Regions from separate parts of the Mus musculus genome. Here all the other regions are linked to region 2. A link is a contact called in public Hi-C, HiChIP or PLAC-seq, Micro-C and promoter capture Hi-C data. All regions are on one chromosome and are shown on one strand. The core of a region is the stretch at or near the end of the contact, and the rest is flanking DNA. Distances in the headings are between cores, read along the strand shown.

The links. A called contact is a pair of places that touch in the nucleus more often than the background predicts. HiChIP or PLAC-seq counts read pairs in DNA pulled down with a chosen protein or histone mark. Capture Hi-C pulls out chosen DNA fragments and counts their contacts.
Region 1: an H3K4me3 HiChIP or PLAC-seq map of bone marrow-derived macrophages shows a contact between it and region 2, with 4 times the contacts expected there. The contact joins the enhancer-like site here to the promoter of 1700064M15Rik in region 2. A contact is called at or near these places in 1 of 15 datasets of contacts at CTCF or cohesin (pro-B cells), 6 of 484 Hi-C or Micro-C datasets (B cells, the G1E-ER4 cell line, bone marrow-derived macrophages and 3 more), 6 of 115 datasets of contacts at active chromatin or transcription factors (bone marrow-derived macrophages, embryonic forebrain, embryonic stem cells and 2 more) and 1 of 9 other capture datasets (bone marrow-derived macrophages).
Region 3: a contact with region 2 is called in a Micro-C map of embryonic stem cells, with 1.7 times the contacts expected there. The contact joins the enhancer-like site here to the promoter of 1700064M15Rik in region 2. A contact is called at or near these places in 4 of 484 Hi-C or Micro-C datasets (embryonic stem cells and muscle stem cells) and 4 of 115 datasets of contacts at active chromatin or transcription factors (bone marrow-derived macrophages, embryonic stem cells, fibro-adipogenic progenitors and 1 more).
Region 4: a Hi-C map of the MNK3 cell line shows a contact between it and region 2, with 6 times the contacts expected there. The contact joins the enhancer-like site here to the promoter of 1700064M15Rik in region 2. A contact is called at or near these places in 1 of 15 datasets of contacts at CTCF or cohesin (CD8 T cells), 14 of 484 Hi-C or Micro-C datasets (B cells, CD8 T cells, LSK cells and 9 more) and 4 of 115 datasets of contacts at active chromatin or transcription factors (CD8 T cells, bone marrow-derived macrophages, embryonic basal ganglia and 1 more).
Region 5: a contact with region 2 is called in a promoter capture Hi-C map of adipose tissue, with 4 times the contacts expected there. The contact joins the promoter of Efcab11 here to the promoter of 1700064M15Rik in region 2. A contact is called at or near these places in 12 of 39 promoter capture datasets (the 3T3-L1 cell line, 3T3-L1-derived adipocytes, the C10 cell line and 6 more), 1 of 15 datasets of contacts at CTCF or cohesin (large pre-B cells), 14 of 484 Hi-C or Micro-C datasets (the Ba/F3 cell line, CD4 T cells, LSK cells and 8 more), 12 of 115 datasets of contacts at active chromatin or transcription factors (acute myeloid leukemia, bone marrow-derived macrophages, cardiomyocytes and 8 more) and 5 of 9 other capture datasets (adipose tissue, embryonic stem cells, liver and 2 more).
Region 6: a contact with region 2 is called in an H3K4me3 HiChIP or PLAC-seq map of embryonic forebrain, with 3 times the contacts expected there. The contact joins the enhancer-like site here to the promoter of 1700064M15Rik in region 2. A contact is called at or near these places in 2 of 15 datasets of contacts at CTCF or cohesin (large pre-B cells and pro-B cells), 16 of 484 Hi-C or Micro-C datasets (the C2C12 cell line, the CH12 cell line, DN2 thymocytes and 10 more) and 9 of 115 datasets of contacts at active chromatin or transcription factors (bone marrow-derived macrophages, embryonic basal ganglia, embryonic forebrain and 4 more).

Annotation. Positions count from the first base shown.
Region 1 is chr12:99,788,335-99,791,981 of GRCm38.p6, forward strand. The region is part of intron 5 of Efcab11 (EF-hand calcium binding domain 11); the gene reads right to left. Among named protein-coding and RNA genes, the nearest start is that of Efcab11, 93 kb to the right of the region's middle. Within about 2 kb of position 1,422, at least 98 of the 459 cell types and tissues checked have an H3K27ac peak or open chromatin away from gene starts, as enhancers often do. A contact at or near this core is called in B cells, bone marrow-derived macrophages, macrophages and 3 more, where this site is marked.
Region 2 is chr12:99,626,091-99,629,646 of GRCm38.p6, forward strand. 1700064M15Rik (RIKEN cDNA 1700064M15 gene) reads right to left here and starts at 1,884. Exons shown (of 2, transcript NR_045288.2): 1 at 1,516-1,884; 2 at 1-238.
Region 3 is chr12:99,764,460-99,768,358 of GRCm38.p6, forward strand. The region is part of intron 5 of Efcab11 (EF-hand calcium binding domain 11); the gene reads right to left. Among named protein-coding and RNA genes, the nearest start is that of Efcab11, 120 kb to the right of the region's middle. Within about 2 kb of position 1,737, at least 6 of the 459 cell types and tissues checked have an H3K27ac peak or open chromatin away from gene starts, as enhancers often do. A contact at or near this core is called in embryonic stem cells, where this site is marked.
Region 4 is chr12:99,466,433-99,469,913 of GRCm38.p6, forward strand. It overlaps a transcript of Foxn3 not described here. Among named protein-coding and RNA genes, the nearest start is that of Foxn3, 18 kb to the left of the region's middle. Within about 2 kb of position 1,784, at least 149 of the 459 cell types and tissues checked have an H3K27ac peak or open chromatin away from gene starts, as enhancers often do. A contact at or near this core is called in B cells, CD8 T cells, the MNK3 cell line and 8 more, where this site is marked.
Region 5 is chr12:99,881,382-99,885,042 of GRCm38.p6, forward strand. It overlaps Efcab11 (EF-hand calcium binding domain 11), which reads right to left and starts at 2,061. Exons shown (of 6, transcript NM_030172.2): 1 at 1,901-2,061; 2 at 1,381-1,476. The coding sequence starts at 1,975. Tdp1 (tyrosyl-DNA phosphodiesterase 1) reads left to right here and starts at 3,137. Exons shown (of 16, transcript NM_028354.5): 1 at 3,137-3,171.
Region 6 is chr12:99,851,746-99,855,639 of GRCm38.p6, forward strand. Efcab11 (EF-hand calcium binding domain 11) reads right to left here. Exons shown (of 6, transcript NM_030172.2): 4 at 3,793-3,894; 5 at 2,865-2,955. Among named protein-coding and RNA genes, the nearest start is that of Efcab11, 30 kb to the right of the region's middle. Within about 2 kb of position 1,891, at least 13 of the 459 cell types and tissues checked have an H3K27ac peak or open chromatin away from gene starts, as enhancers often do. A contact at or near this core is called in embryonic forebrain, where this site is marked.

The DNA.
Region 1 (3,647 bases), core at 172-2,671, 160 kb after region 2:
CCAGAAATTCTGGCCCTTGAGCAGAACAACACTCTTAACCCGGGTTGATGAGATTGTGAGTGGAGGCCTAGAGCTGCTGCAGGCACCGTGACAGCCTCGGGGGGAGTTGGTCCAAGATCACAGTGAGGCTAAGGCTGAAAGAAGGAAGCCCGGTGGAATTACAGCCAAAGCTAGTCTGGACGATTCAGCAGACAGAGCCAACAGACGCCTTTTCTCACTTAAGGTGAATAAAGTTAAACTGACCACATGTTATACTCAGGAAGGTGACAAGCTGGCTCAAAATTGCATCAAGTTCATATAGGTCACATTGGACAGAGCCACTTTTGAAAGCAGGTGTTGTTAGAGAATGACGGGTGAACCATCCAGTAGTCTGATGGGGACAGAGGCATGGAGAAAGGGAAGGGGCACCTAATTTGAAAAGGAAGGTTCTTCAAAATGTTATCCAGGCTACAATTCTGCCAGGCTGTTAGTAGACTTGAGTTTCAAAAGAGATGGAGTTTTCAATCATAGAAGTTCATTCGTGGTGTAAGTGATAATCAGAAATATATCTAAAATAGAACATACCCCAAATGGCATGGTGGGATAATGGCCCCTTCTGGTCTCCCTCAGATCTCAACCACCCGCACGAAGATCCTGTAGCTCTCAACCCCAGCTAATCCAATGGTCAGGGCCACACAGTATAAACCGTCTCTCTGGTTTAAGATTCTTAAGATCAAGTCCCACACGCTGGGGATAAAACCCTTGTGGTGGTCTAGGAGGCCTACAGGACAGCTGTGTCTGTCTTCTCAGGGTCTCCCTCCTGTAGACAGTATCTCCTCTTCCAAGTCTTCCTAGCAATTCCCTGAAGGCACAGGAGGGTGCTTCCCCCCAGAGTCTCACACACAACTCAAGTCTCTTGAGAAGCCTGCCCCAGGCTCAGTTCATTGTTCCCACTATTTCTCCAAGCCTTATCCAGGTCTCTGCTACACCACGGCACCCTAGAGAAGGCACACTGACCTCAGGTTCCCTGGTTTGCTCACTCACAATTGGCTCTGGAGGCTGGCAGGTAGAGACCACCCATAATGATTCTCACCCCAGGTCAATTTTCCCCCTGGGCTGTGAACTTAAGTGTGAAGTGGGGAATCTGATCTACTTGCTTTCATCACCAATTTGTGGGGTTGAATTGCTCAACAATCCCTAGAATTTTCCTCTATTTGGTTCCTTGCCTCAGCCTTCTCCTTCAGGCCAGCACCTGTGTCTTTGACAGACAATGTCTCCCTTACCTTTGATGCTCTGTGACTTATGTAGAACTCAGGGCAATACCCAGTCCTCTAGAGGCCTCCCCACTACCGGGAGTCCAGACTGCTGCCAGCACAATGATGCTGCCATGGGGCATTTTCTGAGACCTAAAGGGCCATAAACAACACAAAGGAGGAAGTGGTGACTGGCAGAGCTGGCTGGGGACTCTCAAGGCAGCAGGCTCCCTGTCAGTGTTTTCGGCCAACAGCTCTGTGACTGTGGCTTCTAAAGAACTTCCCCTGCATGGCCTGGTTTGTTTTGAGATGGGATCTCACTATCTGGCCCGAGCTGGCTCCAAACTTGTGATCTGTGCCTCGTTCACATTATTCTTTGATTCTCTCTGTGCTTGCATGACTCAATAAGCACATGATTAAGCATTTTATTTAAATAATGCACATGTCTCTGGTAGAACCTGAGGAACTGTTTATTTATGTGTTTGTATGAAACAGTTAAATCAAAATACTAACATTGAGACTAGCTCCACTGAGGAACGAGAGCCTGGACAGGTTGGAGAAAGGGAAGAAGTGGCAGGTATCTTCAATGATGCTCTGTAATTCTAGGGACCTCTGAGGGAGGAGGACACCCCACCCCCTAAGGCTGATCCTGGTTCAGAAAAGCAGAGAAAAGTGTCCTGTTCCACCCCCCCCATTCTTTCTTTAACACTGTTAGAATCCACAGGTTTAAAGTTAGTCACACAAAGGCTTAAAAGTTGTCCCGTGGACTAGCCTGGGAAGGAACTTAAGCTACCACTTAGAGTCAACCTCCCAAACATCCAGAAAGCAACCCATTCTTCGCTAGAGGTTCTACTTCCTTTGTTTCTACCAAGTGGGAAAAATTTGAACCAGCCTGTAGTAAGCGTGCTATAGCATTTATAAGCGTACCTCAAGATAAACCAGGCCACACAGTTAAAGCCACACTCCTGAACAAGCTGGAGCTGGGAGCTCCCCCAGCTCACCCCAGCACTGAGTGAGCTGCCAGCCTGGGGCATCCGGGGAGGCTGGGTCCTGTCACCCTCCACGGCACCTCCTTGTTCCAAGTGTTCACATGAAAGTTGACATTTGCTTATTTTTTTCTGTAGCCAAGGAAAGGCGAACCTGCAAGCCAGGGCTAACTACTCTTCGTCCCCAGCCTTTGAAGCCCATTTCATTTAAGTAATTGGCTTCCCTCACAGGGACCAATTAGAAACCAGGAGGAAAACGGGATTCAGACCTTTCACTAGCCTCTCCGAGACTGAAACCCGGATAGAGCCTGGCTGCTTCTTTACAGAAACAAACATGTGCACATTAGGTCTCATTAAGTCATATGCTAAGGAGATGTAAATATGACCAGTGACATTAAAATATCTCCACGGTCCCTTCCCTCACTGCCACGCTTCGGAGTGTTCAATTCAGCTTGGCGAGGAATATGACCCACCAGACACCAGAGATTCCACTTTGCTTGGAGGGAAGCAATGGAATATAGTCTTTAAAAAGGGTAGCCAGGAAGATCCAAGTGGCTGCCAGAGTGGTCCCCTCCTGCCGTTTTACTCTCTAACTTCTCGTCACTACTGTGACTTCCATGAGGCTTGCATTATACTCCTAGGGTTAAATGGCCTGGGCCTGGCATGGTTAAAAGCATGAGTTTTAGCATCTAAGTCTGTGCGCTGTCTAAGAGACCATGAAGAGTCACTCCAGCGCTCTCTGAGTCCCTGCCTCTTCAACACACATGGGGGCGGTGGTAACGGCCATGACCAGGTGCTGCAAAGAGTAGGTAAAACTCAGAGAACATCTTATCTAGTATGTTGTATGACAACATCATGGTAGGACAATTCACGGAGAACCTAGTGCCTTTACTTGCAAGGCCAGCCTTGCGGAGCAGCAAGCAATCACCCCTGTGCTGCTTAAATAGAAATGATCCTCACAGGCCCATAGAGAGTGACACTGTTAGGAGGCGAGGCCTTGTTGGAGCAGGTGTGGATTTGTTGGAGGAGCTGTGTCAGTAGGGATGGGCTTTGAGGTCTCAGATGCTCAAGCCATAGCCAGCGTGGCAATCTCTTCCTGCTGCCTAAGGATCCAGGGGTAAAACTCTCCTTCTCCAGCACCATGTCTGCCTGCATGCGCCATGCGTTCTACCATGATGATTATGGACTAAACCTCTGAAACTGTAAGCCAGTCCCAATTAAATGTTTTTCTTTATAGGAGTTGCTGTGGTCATGGTGTCTCTTCACAGCAGTGAAAACCCTAAATAAGTGATGCCGGTGGAGAGCTCCCGTGGGCCTTTTAACTAATCGGTCAGCAATCTGTAACTATTCTCAGGGGCCACAGGAAGCTCACATTGTTCAGGAGCTTGAGGAGCTCTGTGGATTAGATGGCAGATAAAACTGTGTGTCA
Region 2 (3,556 bases), core at 634-3,133:
ATAACATTCACTGTCGTTTCAACAATCAACATATTTAAACCAGCAAATCCGAAGTCGATTCACTGATTCACCCTTTCCATGAAAAATTTATCAAGTATACATAGTAGCGTAGGTTGGTTATTTTTCTCCTCCAATACTAGCTAAACAGGAGACTGTTGTTTTCAGATGCTTGGTTGCGCTTTCAGAATTAATCTTCTCCCCTCCACCATGTAAATGATACTGCTCTTCTGTTTTGACCCTGAAAGGAGAAAATGACTAAGAGTCAGAGAATAGCTATGCATGTGTCCATACACCTTGTTTCATAGCTAGACACGGTGGTGCATTCCTGTGGAGTAGGAGAGCAGGAGAGTTCAAGGCTAGCCTTGGCTACACAGCAATTTCTTAAAACTGTGCTCTTTTTTGTTATTGTTGTTGTTTTAGACGTTGTCTAGCTGTGTAGACCAGGCTGACCTCCAACCTGCAGTGGACTTCCTGCTTCTGCCTCCCCACAGTGTTACAGTTACAGGCATGTTCCACCATATCTGGCTATACTTTAAAAACTCAGTCACCGACATCAGCCATCACTGTGTGTGGGTACAGATGCACCTGGGCCTGCGTCCTCTCCTTCCATCTTTATATGGCTTCCAGGGGTCCTACTGACTTGTCTGGCTCGCACGGCAAATACCTTTACCTGCTGAGTCATTTCATCTGCGTCCCCATAAATACTTTTTATATGATCATCTCACCAGCTACAAACTAAAAAAATCGGTAAAAAGTAGTTTTTAAAAGCGATTACTCTGACAAAGCGATGGGTAAGAAAGTTGCAAGTGAATGATCCTTCGGAGTGGAAAAGGTTAGCTGTAAATATTCTTTTGAAATATACCGTGAAGGATTTTCACTTTGAGATTAGGGCTGTTCATGCCTCCAGGTTCAAGTGTTGCTCAATCAGCAAGGTGCTCAATTCCCGGTGATTGCTGCTCGGGTTTCTTGTTGATCGAGAATATGCATAATCTCAGCCCAGAGACATTTACCATAAAAATGAATCTAAGAAATAGGCTTTCATTTAAATTTTCCAGTTGCAGTGGATCGAGGAAAATATATGCAGAACATTAAGATGTGAAAAGCTCTGATTCAAACAAGACCAAAGAGGCTGCTTCACTATGTCCCTAACGTTGTGTTCGAATTTAGATGGCAAGCTTTTCCTGTTCAGAGCCCTTGTCAATTTGATTAAAATCACAAACACGTGACTGACTCCGCCTCAGTTAAAAATACTCTCAAGCCAGAGAATGAGCTTTGTATATGCGAGTGGCTTCTCCTGCCCTAGCGAGACTATTGCCCTAGCAAGGGGCGGAGTGGGGTGGTGTAAACGGTTTAAATTTTAAAACCTCTAACCGGATTCTCCGGGTGAAGCCCACTGCAGATTGCCAGTCCGGATTCAGAATCCAGTATACGGACATTTTCGATTTTAAAATGGCCCTTAAGAAATGGATCATTTATTTCAACGTTGTTTTCGAAGACAGAATTTGGAAGCCTCACCGTTTTCTGCATATACTCTTTCTTAGACTTAAAAAAAAAAAAGTCTTTCAGGAGAAAACATTTGCGTAAAAGAAGCACAGCCTCAAGGCCGCTGGTGTGTGCGCGTGAGGGAGCGCGCACGCACGTTTCTGCCGAGTTTAGACATTGCCGGGAAGATCAACTCGGTCCCCAGGAACTGAAAGTCTCCAAGCCGTGACCCGCCCCCGTAGACGTGGACCGGAGCACGGGATCCGGCTACGCCGGAGGGGCGACTCGGTGGCTGGGCCATTCTGGGCGAGCTGGGGCTGCCGCCGGGCCGCCCACACGGGGCTCAGGGCCCGAGCTTCTCGCAGAAGCCGCCAGCATCAGGCGCGGCGGCTGCGCTGCCATGGCAACCATGGCCTGCCGGTCCCCGCTCTCGGGCGCCGGCGCTCCAAGCCCGGCGGGGCGGGGCGGGCGTTGCTAGGAGACCTGCAGCGGGCGTCCGCCTCCGCGGCGCGGTCTCTGGGCTTCCACCCTTCACCTACTTCTGCCTGGTGGTGACTGAGGTGGGGGGTGGAGGTGGGGGTAGGGTTGACGGCCACGTGGTGGCCCAGTGTCTCAGAGCTTCTTCCTTTGGAGAGAGTCGCCCCTTCCTGGCCCTCATGAGGTCCACTTTCCTTGACCCAGGAGCAATGTGGCCCTTTCTGGGGAGGAAACACCTCTGTTTTGTTTCCTCTCCCCTCCCTCCTCGTCTGTCCTCACTTGATCTGATTTAAAAGTCCCTAAAGTCCCTGGAAGGCTTCCTAACCCACTGTTCTTTCCTCTCTAGCCGGATCCATGTCTTGCGTTCAACCAGGAGATGTGCAAAGCACTTTCTGTATGTCATCTAATTCTTTTAAATAAAAATCTTATGATATAGAGGTTAGTTAATTCATTTAACATAAAGTGTAGCCAAGGTCAAACAGCTGGGTGGATGGGACAGGATACTCATGAGGTCCAGTTTTTTTAGATTGCTCAAATTTCCCCCTAGGCTGCCTCTTGGCTAGACCCCCATTCTCTCTGCTGTCCAAGCACGCATACCCACACCAACTGGGACATGCTGTCTGGAACAAGGTCTGACAAGAGGATTGAGAACTTGAAATCAGAGATGGCCAAAATACCTTTGGACAAACGGTTTACACTGGGATGCATCCCTGATAATTTGCAGATGTCCCTGTCTGTAAAGTACTCCTGGCACAATGAGAAACTCGAAATTCTTAGTAAAGAGAGAAAATGGTAACCAAAGACTGACTCGCTGGTTGTGGTTATCCCGTGTTGGGGTAGATCCTTGGAAGGAGGGGTGTAAAAAATTGTTTTCTACTAAACTATGTCCACAAAGTTTACCTATTTATCATTTATTTATTTTTCCTAGGGAACTGTTGGGTTGTCATGGATATGTGTGCAAGCTATTTATTAAGGAAGTGCTTCCAGCAGAAACTATTATAGGGGGAGTGGTGAGGAGCCAAGCTAAAGAGTAATAATTTAAGGTGAAGATCCAGCCACAGCTTGACCCAAAGCATCCATTTCACAGCAAGGGTATCCCTTGTACAACCATTGTTAGTTTTCTCTCTCCCTCACCCCAGCCCCGCCTCCATCCCTGCAGCCATCTTTGGCTGCATGGAACCTTGTGAGCATAAACACCTAGTGTTCTGGGACCTTGGCTGGGCCAGGATGAATTAACTATTGTAAAATAAAGAAAGGAAGTCCTCTGTCGGAAGTTGGAAGTCCGAGATGTGAGCAGTAAAGCATCTAAACACTCGGGGGCTGGGTGGGACCTGGCAGGATGGGAAGAGACTACCTATAGCACCCATTACAGTCTATCTCGCCACCCCCACCCCTCCACCCCACAAGGTAAGTCTATTCCACTCTGCCACAAATTATTCAAGGTTCTAACTGGTGACAGATTTAGTGAGATTAAACCATAGCCACTGATTCTACAGTTGGTCCAAAGCAATAACTAATATCGATCTACCCAATTACTATCGTCTTCTAAGAGCCCTCTGCTAAGCCAGGTGGCTCAGTCTGACTGAGCCAACACTGA
Region 3 (3,899 bases), core at 487-2,986, 140 kb after region 2:
CTTAGGATTTGTACCTCAAGGACTCTCAACTCTATAGCTCCCATACAGGTGTCCCTGCTTAACTTTAGAACCATACATGCAAATGGTGAGTGGGCAGCCTATAGGAAGAGATATAGTGGAGTTCCTCCTCCTGTTTTCTAAGCCTGCACCTTCTGGGCTCTGTCAGTGGCCATAACATCAATGCTGGTGCCAAACCTGGAATCCAGGTTCAACCCTGGTGCCCCTCCTTCCCTCTTTAATCACACTCAATCTAATGAGTCTATCCATCTCTCTACATCGATATATTTTGAATCAACCCACACTTTTCTAATTCTTTAGCCACACCCTAGTCTAGGTTCTTGTCTCTGTATCAGTTTGTTGCAATGAATTCTAACGTGTCTCCCATTCTTGGCGACCAGAGAGATGTGTCTAATATGTAAGTGAATGGCTGTCTCTTGCCTGAATATCCCTTGTTCTCCAAAAGAAGGGTTTAACTCCTGACCTCACCAGGTTCTTTGTGATGCTGCGGTCATCTCGTCAAGCTTCATGTCACCATTCCTACTTCACCCTGTTCTCCTGCTCTATCTACCCCTTCTCTTACTCCTGCAATGTGTTTGGAGAAGATGGCGCACATGGACACTTGGCACATACTTTTTCCTTATAGCCAGAGCAACAACTCTATTTTCTGCCTGCATAAACTCTTACTCATTCTTCAAGAATTGGCAGGGCCACCAGTTGTGTTTAGAACCCCACCCCCCCTCCAGTGGGCCAGGTGCCCTACAAGCACTGTCCCAGTAGTTCTCACATCTGAAGAAACTGTTTCATTTTTAAAAAGACTTTGTTTTATCTTACTTGTGTACTTGCTGCAAGTGTACTGGTGCCCCTGGAGGCCAGAAAAGGGTGTCGGATCCCTTGGACTTGAGTTAGAGAGCTTTGTGAGCTGCCTAGCAGGAGTGCTGGGCACTGATCTCAGGTTCTCTGAAAGGGCAGTGAGCGCTGGGAGCTACTGAGCCTTTTCTCCTGTCCCTGCTTAAATTTAAGAAACCACTGGTTCCATGGGCAAGGGCCACAACTGATCAATACCCCATGCTACTGCTACGCACTGGCTAGGCATGCTGGGAACTCTGGAGAGCAGTGGTTCTCTAACTGTGCTTTCAGGATTTCTTTATGCTCTCAAATCCTTAGAACCTAATAAGTGTCTGGTGGTGAATACCCTACCTATTAATACCATGCTAGGAATGATCACTAAAACTAAGAAAACGATTAAAAATTAATTCATTTAAAAATAACAACAGTAAATCCACTACATTTTTATGAAAACAAATTTTAGCAATGAAACAATAGTGAAAAACCTACCATGATTTTATATTTTTGCAAGTCTCTGAAATATATTGCCTACTAAGTTATAGTTTGGCTTGCATGGCTCCCTTAGAATTCCCTTTGAGGAGATATGGTTTGGGACCTAAAGAAAAGTTGGGCTTCCTGCTGTTAAGGAGGTGCAAAAGCAAGAGCCACTGCAATAGCTATGTCATCTGATCAAAGACATTCCCTCTAAAGTCACTCTACACTAGGGCAAACAAGGTGGCTAGGTGGGCACAGTGCTTGCCATGAAAGCGTAAGAGCCTGACTTCAAGACCCCTAGCACCCAAGTAAATAGCAGTGCTGCGGTTTTATTGTATTTGATGTTGATTCTGTTCTCCTGTGAGGGGCTGCGAACAAGGAGTGAGTCAGCACTCAGGTGATTTCCGGAAAACCTGCTTCCCACCTTAATTTGTAAAATAAAGGAGAGCTGATGATTGGGCAGAAAAAGGGAAGGTGGAGTGAAAAGTTGAGAGAGAAGAAGGAAAAACTGGAAGAGGGAGAGGACACAGAGGAGGAGGAAGAAGAGGAGAAGCGGAGCAGAAGCACACGGCCTAGAGAAACTGCAAGTTCTAAGGGGTCTCATAGATGGAGAAGATGGTAGTGTTGCGGAAGATCTGCTCAATCTAGGCGCACAGCATGTATTCATATTAACTGAGTCGTGTTTTCATTGCCAGGGCATAGTTGGGTTGGAGATTTACCGCAACATAGCTGAGCATGGCCAAGCACACCGGTCACGCCAGTGGTGGAGGGAGGGTGTGGAGACACTGGGGTTATCCCCCTGTTCACTGAAAGAATGCTGTCTCAAAGGAATAAGGTAGACCGTGATGCAGGAGTATACCCAGCATCCTTCTCTTGTGTCTACACATGTGTACACTGACATATGCATTCCCATGTGCTTGCATACATACTCCATACACACACAACCACACAGACACAAATATGCATGGATGAATGCATGTGCACACATACACACGTAGAGCTTTCTAGTACTCTGTAGCTCAATAAGTGGTTATTTCTTAAAAAGCCAGGCAAGAGCCGGGTGTGGTGGCACACACCTTTAATCCCAGGACTTGGGAGGCAGAGGCAGGCGGATTTCTGAGTTTGAGGCCAGCCTGGTCTACAGAGTGAGTTCCAGGACAGCCACGGCTACACAGAGAAACCCTGCCTCAAAAAACCAAAAAAAAAAAAAAAAAAAAAAAAAAGTCAGACAAAATGTAGAATTTGGATCAGTATCAACTAAGCATGCATGTTTTAATGCAGTAAAACACGGGTGTGTCCAGGGCTCTCAATGATTCCTTCACCTCAGCGTGCTACGTTGGTCCTCAAAAAAAATTATTAATTCACTGACATATAGCTCTTGGAAATGTTAACATATTCCATTATACAATATAAAAATTATATCTGTTAATAGCAGCACTGAACTCATCACAGAAGTCTATTGAGAAACTGTCAAACTCTCAAGGGTATGCGCAAAGTTCCCAGATTCTCATTTTCACTGGAAGGTTCAAATTCCATCATTGGCAACAAACACCTCCAGTTGTTTTTGTTGAGATGACAGGTTCGCTTCAATCATTTTTGAGAAAATGCCGACCAAATACCATAGTCAGAATAACAGTAGTTTGTCTGTCAGTCACTCTTTCAAATAAAAACAATGCTCCATTAATACAGTGGCCAGGTTCAGCTCTCACACAACCCACTGTGCACGTGATCAGTTTTGTATGTGATGGAAACGACCTGTGGGCATTTCTCAGAATTTTGGAGATACAAGGCAGTGAGGACTGAGAAAAAAAATAGATAATCTGTGTTGCTTCATCAGCATATTTTTTTTAAATGCAACATACTGCCAGCCAGGTGGTGGGAAACATGATGACCGCCACTATACACTGGTGCCACTTCTTGAAGTAACTCATGCACATGGCGCTGTTTCCGTGCCATCGGTGCAAGTGTCAACACAGGGAAGCGAGGCAGACAGCGCATAGAGAACAGCGTTGATCTCATAGCCTCCCTGGGGGCTGCGGGGGTTAACATGGAAAGAGGTTCTAGGGAGTTCAACGGATACAAGGTCATTACAACCAAGCAAGGGTGTGTGTGCTAACACTGCCTGGGACACAAGCCTTCCAGACTGAAACCCACGCTCTATCCCACTCTGCATTCCGCCCCACTCCCCGGACCCCACACTTGGTTTTGGCAGAAACTTGGGTGTTAGTGCTTAGGCCTCAACAAGACATAGTTGGAAAACAACTTCCTAGGTACTATCTGGTTTTATTTATATTGCTTTTTGGACCTGTGTTTGGCTATCAGCCCTCTGGCCTCATGCCCCCTTCTCAAGAGTTAGCTAAATCCTTCCCAGCATTTTGGTAGGCTACTGCAAGATAAGCTGCCAGGTGAGCTTGCTATGGGCATCCTACATTGTACAGTGTGCGGTGAAAGGAGGCAGAGGGGAGAGAGGCCAGGGTTAGGGACTTGACACAAACTGATACTTGTTCAGGAGTATATAACAGATGGTGTAAACCACAGTTGTTTTGTTGTCTTAATCTTGTAAGTAAAGGTGGGACAGT
Region 4 (3,481 bases), core at 534-3,033, 160 kb before region 2:
TTGACGGGATTTAGGATCACCATGGAAACACACATCTGGATACATAGCTATGAGGGCATCTTTAGAAAGGTTTAACTGAAAAAAAGGATCACCTATCCTGAATGAGGGAGGTACCACCCTGTGGGCTAGGGTCCCAGATGTCACCAAAACTGGGGTCTCAGAGTGAATAGGAAGGAGCGAGCAGATGGAGCAGCAGCATCCGTCACTGTTTGCTGACTGTGGATGCGATATGACCAGCTGCCTCACATTCCTGCTGCCACAAGAAGACCTGTGCCTGCTGTCCTGCCTCCCCAGAATAATGGACTGTATCCTCAAATCCTTAAGTTACTTTCCCGAGGCATCCTGTCAAGGAACAAGAACAGCCATCAATACAGCCAGCAAGAAACAAAAGCAGAAAGAGCACCCGCAAATTAAGCTCAACCCCCAGCAACAAGAAAATGGAGTTACAGCCAGGTTATGGTGGTGCAGGCCTTTAATCCCAGCAATCAGGAGGCAGAGGCAGTTGGATGTCTGTGAGTTCGAGGGCAGCCTGGCCTACAGTAGAGTGAGTTCTAGGACAGCCAGGGCTACATAAAGAAATCCTGTCTCAAATCCCTCCGAAAAGAAGGAAGGAAGGAAGGAAGGAAGGAAGGAAGGAAGGAAGGAAGGAAGGAAGGAAGACAGCAAATGGAGTTGTACTTCTAGACCTAAATTTGAGGAGGCTGAGGGGGCGTGACAGGTCCAGCCGTGGTCTGCCGTACTGAAAATTAGCTAAGAACCCCTCAGTGACATTATTTATTCAACAATATCAAAATGTAAATGAACCACTATGCTAAAAAAAAAAAAAGATAGAAAAAAGAGAAAGAAATCCATACAGCTGGTTTCTATATGAATGCAGAAACACCATTTCTTTAAAAAAAAATATGAACGATTTCTTCATCTCTCACATTCAGTTAGTATACAGTTGGCATTTTCAAAATGCAAACCTGATGTGGCTTTGGAATTCATTGAAGCACATTGGAAGACATCTGAGTGGAGGGGTTGGGGGGTGCGGCAGGGATTCTAGCCATATGCTGCTGGTGCATGGATTTGAATATTTGAAAGGTAATCTAGAAAAGAGAATGCTTCCAGCTCTCCTTACCAACAACAGTCATTCGTAGCAACCACACGTTTTATAGATCGAACCACTTGCCCATGTGTGAGACAATTACACGAGGACGTCAGGGGCTAGCCTCCCAGGGCAGCCTGGCTAGTTCAAGTGTGATTCTCGATAGGCTACTGGACATAGAGCCCAGCAGTCCTCTGCGTCACTGCTAAGGGAGGGATGATGGCTCTGGCCACATTGAGTGTATTCACAAAGAGATTTCCTAAAAAAAAAAAAAAAAAAATGCTCAAGTTTGGTGACCATGGATGAAAAGCTGCGGGGCCTCGCAATGGCTGCCTCCAAACCCGACCAGCAATGCTGTGAAATCAATCATCTCTCCTATCACGCTCATCGGATCCGCTGCTTGCACCCTTCTGTTTATCTGAGCAGCCACAAAGGAAATGGGCAAAAGCCAAGCCCACGGGCAGGGACTCTCCCTCTGGCTCTGATGGTGGTGTGCACCCAGAGAGGGATGGGAGGGACCCCTGTAACAGAACTGGGAAGGAGCCCTGTCAGAGCTCCTCAGCCCTGCCCATCTGTCCCTGGGCCAGGCCTCTAACTGGGTCATTCCGTCAGAGACCACACAAAAGACTGTGTGGTCGTGTGCACGGCTAATCCACTTCCGTGCTTGCAGAGGGCACTAACTCACATAAGAACAAACTCCATCGCCTCGCGCTTGGCTCGCTCACCAAGCCACATGTCTGAGACCCAAACCACCGCAAGTACAGGCTGGCGACGTCACCACAAAAAGAGTCCAAAAACCGAGTACTTTGTTTTCCATGCTTGGGAGGGCGGGGGCGGGGGAGGAAGTGAATGTGGACTTGTGACAGAGCTGAGAAACCTGACCACAACATTGGTGAGGAGGGGCTTTGGTTTTGGATCTGACCTGGCCACGGTTCTCAGTGGGCAAACACCTCCATTAGCTCAGCGAACAGGGGAATGCGCTCATCCCTGAAGGACAGGAAGAGAATAATTCCAGAACCGTGGCTCCAGGAGAGAAGGCTGGCACCTCTGCTTCAGCCCTGTCTAGCCACCACCATTATTCTACTCCTCCCCTTGACCCCATCCTCCATCTGAAACAAACTAGAACCTCAGGTCTGGAGGGAGTCTGGGAGCTGAGGCTTCACAGACATCCTCTCTTTGGCATGGCATGTCCCTAAGATGACACGTGAGAATCTACTCCTCCTACCAAGCACACGTCTTCTCACAGCATCTGTAGCCAGGGACCCCTCTCCTCTGACCCCAATTAATTCAACTCTGACCCAGAGCCCCTCTCTTGGATCCAGCACCCAAAGCTCTCCAAGAGCTCCTGAGGCAGACAAATGAACCCGTGGTCAAGCACGCACATCATCGCCAGGATAGCAGCATCTGAGATCTGGGATGACCTCCATCTCAGGCAGTGAATTACAACAGGTGTGGGGAGGTGTGTGATACATGAATTACCTCCTGATGGGGTTGTAATAGCCAGATCTTTTCTCTGCAGCCTAACAAAGTATGGCCAACAGTGTTACTGTTCTGATGGTAGTATTTGCTTGACTCTAGCCCACCTCACCAACTACTGTCCCTAACCCATCTGCCTTGAGCGGCATGGGCAGCGACTGATACCGCAGCCAGTGAGGAGACTCCAGAAAGTCACCCTCAAAGCACAGTGGTGAGGGTCTGAAGCACACTAGACCATAGCCACCTCATGTGGAATTCCAGGGTGGTAACGTAAGGAGCTGCCGGGCAGGGGAAAGAATGATCAAGTTGCCCCATGGATAGAAAGTAACAGTGACAAATGAGGACTGCCTTCTGTGACAGTCCTTAGCAAGCCAGGAAACACTGGAGAAATTTGAGAATTTGACATCTAAAAACCAAGACCCAATAATCATTCAAGAGTGGAGCGAAGGCTTGGCCGAACTGTTCTTTCTATCGGATTATAAACCACACATCACCCTGTCTTAACTTTACTGTAAGGGGATACTCTAAACACAGTCTGAAAGATACGGACTCTAACTTTATTAGGTCATGCTGCTGATATACACATATAAAGGGATGTGTGCGGCTAATTCAGAAACAGCAAGGAAAGAGTAATGTCTTGCTGGTGCCTCTGCTCCAAGTAATCCATGCAGAGTAGGACAGACACCTCAGGCTGTCCTCTGACCCCTCCATGAGCTCAGTGGCACACTGCCCCCCCACATTCATTCACACGAACGCTCACATGCATACACCCACACACACCCCCACACAAGGCTGTGCCAGTCTATAGTGACGTAAGCTCAGAGATCACACATTTAAGAATAGCTTTTCAAAGCATTTAGATAATGAAGCTGCAGCAACCTAACTGTGAAATAAGAAAAATATCATAATCCCATTTTA
Region 5 (3,661 bases), core at 811-3,310, 260 kb after region 2:
TTCGGGAAACTAACAGCCAGAGTATTTCAAGTCCACCCTCCACAGGGTGTACTTGTGGAACTCAGGGAACGTGTGGAAGAAACAGGGTGGAAAGAGTAAGAATCAGAGGAAGTGGGGGTAGTGACACGCAGTGCTGGCTTCTGAGCACCATATGGTTTCTGCACCATTGAATTCACAACAGCTGTGATTACCTGTACAAGACTTGGCCTGTCAAAACCCTGCCAAGGAAGGCAGAGGGGCTATAAGGTGCCCACCTTCTGTAAACCACCCTAAGGAAGCTCACTGGGCCACAATCTGCCTGCCTGCCTGCCTGCCTGCCTGCCTGCCTGCCTGCCTGCCTGCCTGCCTGCCTGCCTGCCTGCCTATCTATCTATCTATCTATCTATCTACCTACCTACCTACCTACCTACCTCTCTAAAAAAAGAAAAAAAGAAAGATAATTAAAGTCAAATGTGTACATCCTTAGACTTAGCAATTATATTTCCAAGAATTTTGGTATCTTCATTTCTTTGTCATTGTTCTAAAATGTTGTCTCATTGTGTAGTCCAAATTGACCTTGAATTCCTGATCTATCAAATGCTCCCAAGTACAGCAATTACATATCCATGATTTATTCACACTCACATACACACCCAGAGGCACATGTGCGCATGTATTCCACAAAAGGCATGATCTATGGGTGTATGTAGATGTAACATGATGATCACTGAGACAATGCTTGCAGGTTAATCCAAACAACAACAAAGGGTAAACTGGCTAAAGAGAATATTGTACAACTGTATTTTAAGATGGTAATGTGGTTTGCTTTGGGTTTGTTGCTAAGTGGAAAATGGATGTTAAGATAAAACAGTGTGGAACTTCTGTAGAAGATTGTGCCTATACCTGTATGTAGAACAATACAGAAGAAACTGGTTAACCCCTGATAAGTGGGACCCCAGTCTAGCGTAAAGAGAAGGGATCTTGTGGACTGTATGAACATATTACTTTTACCAATTAAATAAAGCCACCCAGAAACTTTACTATACGTATCAGCTAGCCGGTGGATTCTTCCTCTTACAAGACCACCTTCCCCTCCCAGACTCCCACTCTCTACCACCCTATATTTCTTATAAATACTCGTGGAGATGTTTGTTGCCTCTACTGGCATAGATACCTAGTTTGCACCTGTTTGGGCCTTTAAAGGGGGGAGGGGTTTGCGGGGAATTAGGTGGTGGAGGCATTTTAGGCTTATAAATCAGAGATTTGCTCTACAGGTATCAGAAAGTATTCCTGGCCAGTTTTCTTAGGATTCATTTCTACAGCATTATCCGCCCCATCTAAAGAAGGGAGAAGAGGAAGGGAGAGAGAAGGAGACGAGGGGAAGAGAGGAAACGTTCTAACCTTGGAGGGTTTGTACCCAAACAGCATTACAATCGCAACCTTAAAGTCCTCTCGGCTTAGGTAGCCTTTGTTGTCTTCATCGCATGCTTTAAATACCTAAGGAATATTAAACATCTACAGTTAGTAAGCCAGAAACCAGAAACACAGACATCTTAAACTCAACCTGGTTGTGGAGCTTTCAAAATGCAGTTTCAGTACTCTAGTTTTAATTCTCAAGCAATATAACCGCCGAGTTAAAGATTTCCCTCTGTCCCCTCTCCCCAAAGTTTAAGGAACTTGACCAAGTTTAAGGGGCTGACAAATCCATTCCTCTAAACCGCTGGAATAAACTGTACTCGAAAGCTCAGTCCTGGGATTGGGAAGGTGATGGGACGGATAGGAGGTCGAGGTGATTATCCGTGGACAGTGTGGTGGGCGGGGAAGTGATCAGAGTCCTGCAGCAATGCCAGAACCAAGAGGGGTGACAGAAGTGGCCCTGGTCAGGCTTAAGTCTGAACTCGGGTCGCGCTCCCACACCTACTTTCACCCATTTCCTGCGTTCTGAGGCGCTGGCTTCGCCTGCTCGGGGCCTTGCGCCTGCCTCTGACAAGAACATCGCCACCGACACGGAGACCAAGCCAGGCGTCTCCTCCGCTGCAGCGAGAACACAGACCAGCCACTGCGGCCTCGCCCACCACCGCTGGGACTCAACTTCGCCGCGCAACTCCAACGTCTCCTCCCATTGGTCAGTCTCCGAGCCACTGGCGTTGATTTCGTACTGTCATTGGTTAAAGGCGCTGTTTAACGATGGGGCGGGGCCTCAAGGCCCGCTCCCAGACCTTGGCCCCGCCCCTACTCGATTTTTCTTGTCTTAAGGGAGGTCTGGTACCTCTGGGCTCTCTTAACTCGTTTTGATTGCTTTCAGGCTCTCTCCCAAATTTACAATAAACTCTTTTTGATTATTCTGACCCGTGTCATTGCTAGATTTGGCAGGAGACACACGAAGAATGTGAAAAAAAAAGCACACAAACACAAATAATGAGTGAACACCAAGATTCATTTTTAAACTGCAAGTCTTTGGACGGCCTTCGCAGAGCAGCTACTATGTTTATTTTCGCCCTCTTGGTAACCCTGGCACGTAACACTGTGTCTAGGACAATTAAACGGAATGTCCCGTTTTTTTGAATGTTTACACAGAATTGATTATTCAACCCCCCGGAAGGCGATGCCTGACGTGAGGCTGACTTAAGGAACAGCACAAGAATCCCATACCAGACATCTTTATAGAAGATGAGGAATACCCTCTACCCTTCTGGCAAATCAGTGAGATTGACAAGAACATGACCGTTTCAAAGGAGAAACCTTCAAAGGAGGTTCTGAGTCTGATGGGAGCTCATTTAACTTTTTATCTAGCAGTCGATTTTAAAGTCTGAAGCAGCTGTCTTTTTCTACCGCTCACCCATCTCCCAGAGCACGCCGCTGTCTTAGCCTTGAGAGCCTGAAGCTGCCTAAAAGCATCCCCAGAATGGAGTCGTTGTTTGCAAATTAACCTCGAGAGAGAAGCTACCACAGCTTTCTGTTTCTCTCTTCTTTCAACAGGAAACTAGCAGAGAGTGAGGCGTTCATTCGGCTCTTTTCTGGTCCTCTTGGTCTCAGGCAAATGAGGCTGTCTTTAGGACCCAGTGGGGGGCTTCCGGAAGGGGAAGCGGCTGGCTAGCTAGGCGGCGGCGCCGGCGAGTTTGAACTGCGCGCATGCGCGGGCGCGCCGCGGGGCGGAGTCTCGGCGGCGGCGGCGGCGGCCTGGCGGGTCAGGTAGGTGTCTGCCGCTGCGGGCGCCGGCTCGGGGCGGGCTCTGGCGGCAGCGGCGGCGGTAACTCTGCGCCCGCCCTCCTCATGGCGGCGCGATGGCCGCTGCCATCAGATGTGGTAGTGGAAGGCCAGCAGGGCTCGGTGAGGACCGCGAGGAGAGCGGCGAGGCCGGGGTCCTTGGGCAGGGTTCCTCCGCTCTGAGTCCCGGGAGCCCCGGACCCTGCGCTCCTAACCCTTGGGACGCGCTGCAGAGCCGCTGGCCTTCGCTCCCTCCGTGGACCACGCTCCACACCAGGGACACCGCCGTGATATTGGGCTGTCTTGAGGTTGAAATGAGTCTGTACGCTTGGAATTGTGTCTGGGCAGAGCTGAGCGCTCGGGGAACGTTGGCAGCTTTACGATTTGCTTACTGTACCCCCAAATTACTGCTCCTTGACCATCGTCAGCACCCCACAGCCCAGCTCCTGCAGAAGCGTCCTTATCGCCACGTGTG
Region 6 (3,894 bases), core at 641-3,140, 230 kb after region 2:
TCTTTCATAACATTTAATAATAATGTGATTTTAATTTACTTTATTATTTTGGAACATCTTGACTTAATCTTTTCTGACTGAGCAATTTAAGGTTCAATTTGTTTTGAGGCCTGGTTTTAAGAGCCGTCATAGATACCTCAGAAAATTATGCGGCTCTAAATGAGACCAGGTGATCATGGCCCTGATACTCTCTGCTTTTAGTTCCGTCCTCTGATAATGAAAAGCTGGTTTCTAATTTGTTTAATTAATATTGTTTTGCTATAGCTGACTAGAACCCAGAAATAAGTATCTATCTTTCCTGATATCATAGATAGGTTTTGAAAATGTACTACATTTTGGAATTTATTATACAAAAATGAATTTTAATGTACCCTTTGACTATTTATTTATTTATTTATTTATTTATTTATTTATTTATTTAGGTTTTTCGAGACAGGGTTTCTCTGTGTAGCCCTGGCTGTCCTGGAACTCACTCTCTAGACCAGGCTGGCCTCCAACTCAGAAATCCACCTGCCTCTGCCTCCCAAGTGCTGGGATTAAAGGTGTGTGCCACCACTGCTGCCCAGCGACAATTTTATACATGGATACAATGTATTTTGATTGTCTTCAGTCCCTACCCTCTTCCCTTATCCTGCTCCATGCCCTCTGGAATCCTTTTGCCTCCTAACACGCTCCTGTCAGAATCCCTGACTTTTTTTAATGGCCCACTGAGTCCAAGGATGCCCACATGTGCATGGGTGTGGCGTTAAGTACCAGTGACCACGCTCCTGAAGACAACTGCCATTCACTCCCCCAGCTGCCATCCGTTCACTGTCAACAGCTCCTCAGGAAGAGGGTAGGACCTCAAATATCCCTTGCCCATACACAGTTATACTTAAAAAAACTAAAACTACTAAAACTTGCAAGATATTTTTAGCCAGGTCAAGACATTCCATTTTCCAACATAGCACACACGCATACAAAGAGTTTAAACAGGCAACCCACATGATTTTGTAAAACGAAGCCATATTTACACATTTTCAAAGTGCTCTCTACAAGGTGGTAGGGTGGAGTTTGGACTGGAAGCCATTACTCTCTTCACTGAGGGTTATGCACTGTCTCTGTCATAGTTTTTCCAAGTCCAACCTGGTGGTACAGATCTGTTAATCCCAGCTACTCGGATGGCTGAGGCAAGATAACACAAATTTACACTCAGAATGAGTTTCAGGCCAGTGTGGGCGACTGGTGAGGTCCTGCCTAAAATGAAAACTACGAGGTGGGCTGGGGACATAACTCAATGACAGGGCACTCGTGTAGCATGCAAGAACCTGGGCTTAAGGCCCAGTTCCAAAAAAAAAAAAAAAAAAAAGTCTCCAAAAATCTCTACAAGGCATCGTCTACTCTAACCATGTAACAGACACTTAAAGGTCAGAAAATCTGGGCAACTCCTTTGTTTCTTAATAGGAAGGGAAGTAAATGCCAAGTTTTAATTCCTCTCAGAATCTATCACTGTAAGGTAGAACTATATTGAGATTCGCCACTTGTCACAACACGCACGAAGCACATAAACAGATGCTAATATACATTTAAAACTTGCTTTTACAAAACCACCTAACATTCTCCTGTAGCCCTTTGTATGCATCAGGATACATGCTCTCCTTCAATAGCTTGCTCAATGGCTTGCCTGTGAGCGAGGCAGCAAGTGAATTTCATATATGTCACTGTTAATGATAATGCGCACAATCCTTATTCAAATAACCTGCTTGATAATTTCCATTGAGCAGAGCTGGCTTCCGGCCAGACTCCATTCAATTACTTTTCTCCCAAAAGCGGATACGTGCCAGATGTCCCCCTATCCATTCCCTCTCTCTCTGCTTCACTATCAGAGCCTCTATTAAGTGGGCACAGGGTTGTCCGAAGCCCCTCCCTTTCTCCCCTGAGATACAAGCAGGAGAACCTAAGAGTTGCTCACTGGGATGTAACCTCAAAAGCAAAGTTGGGTTTCTGTGCTCTTTCCACCTAACACTGGTATCCAGGCGCAATAGAAACAGCCATCCTGCTGGAAGCAGCAGCCAGCAGTTAAAGCTGCCAGAGGAATGAGAAAAGGAGAGCCTGGGTCCCTCAACTATGACGTCATCATTCAGGCCTGGCTTTCCTACGTTTACTGTAGAGAAATATACATATATCTTTTGTGCTCTGTCAGTATTTAGATTTTTCTAGATGTTGCTAGTGATTAAAACCGAATTAATATACCTGGTGACAGCTGAGGATGGGCTCAGCTAGAGACCAGAGGAGAGGGCTGCATGTGCGGGGACCAGAGGAGAGGGCTGTGTGTGCGGGGACCAGAGGAGAGGGCTGCATGTGTGGGGACCAGAGGAGAGGGCTGCATGGGCTTGTGCTGGCTACTAACATTATAACCTGCAGGTTCCTAGCACAAACTGCCCTCAGGCCACTTGGACTACATAACGCAATCTTAAGATGCACTTAACGTGTAATCCACAACTGGTGGCAGCAGCATAGGAAGTGAATGAAGGAGGAGCCTCCATTGTGCCTGAGGTAACAACCTCCAGCTCTTCTCCCCAACTTGAAAACCACGTGTCGCCTTGCTGATAAATGCAGACTGTGTCAAGTATCAAAAGGCTTTTTCGTGACACATAAACTCACAAGCTCTCCTGCACCTCTCCTTACAAGCCCCTGTCCAAGGGAGGATCTAGACTCCCAGCTAACAGACTATGGATTTCTCTCCTGATCCATAACACTACGGTGTAAGAGGAAATGTCCAAAGGTGAAAAATCAACATAGAGCAGGCTCCCTGTTAAACTCCAATTCTTCGAGAGCAAATGGGATACACAAGAGGCCGGATGCAGCGGTCTTAGCATCTGTACCTGAACACCTCCAGCACTGTCCTCGCTGGTAGCTTGGGAGCCACTCGACTAAACGCCCTCTTGAAATCTTCTAGAGTTAAAAATCCACGATCTATATGGAAATAAAATATGAAACATTAGCATGCCTATAAAGCCTGAGAACTATGACTTCAACCATGATAGTCATGGGAAGCTAAATTTTAGTATTTTATTAAAAGGAAGGGGAAAAGCAGTAGTTTACGGTTGATCTTACATAGATCTCACATTGTACCCCCAGTGAGCACATCTCCCTGGAAGAACGTCAGACTGTGGTGGTGACGCCCTACCCTTTGATGCAGTGCTGGGTAAGCTGGAAGACCACTGCTAGCCGTACACCGTCTGAGTCTCTAAGTCCTAGGGAAATGACTGCATAGACGTGATGCACTAGGCTTCGAGTCTTTGTGCTCTGCCAAAACTCCCTGTCTTCCAAACTCCCTGTTTTCTGGCTTGGCATTAGAGCTGTGATATATTAATATTTAGAGGGAAATTATAACGATCACCAGTGCATGAATCTTGGAAGTCATACCTACTGTGGAAAATGATCGTTCCAGTCACGTATGAGTCACAGTGAGAGTGGCAGAAGTGTCTCTCACACATCCATGGGTGGCTTGTGGCTTATGTCCCGGCAAGGCCAGTCCTTTGGCGATCACCATTACAGCATGGGAACAACAGGCAAGCACACAGGTACAGTACACAATCCAGTTATACAAATGTAAATATTGCATCCAGGGTATACGACAGAAACTTAGTATCCCAAAGTAGGAAAGGCTCCTCAGCAACACCTGCGGTCACTGCCAATGAGTGTAGTATAATCTGCCAACTGTACTGCACATTTAGTTCATTGTGATAAATTCCCATTCACAGTTCCTCAGTAGCAATTCTTACATGAAAACACTTTAGAGACACTTACAGTGCACGTCGAAAGCTGTGAAGATCTGCCTTATCTCATTCCGATAGAGTCGCGCTTCCTTCTTTCTCTTTACGGCACTCAAAAACCCCTCAAGTGAAACAC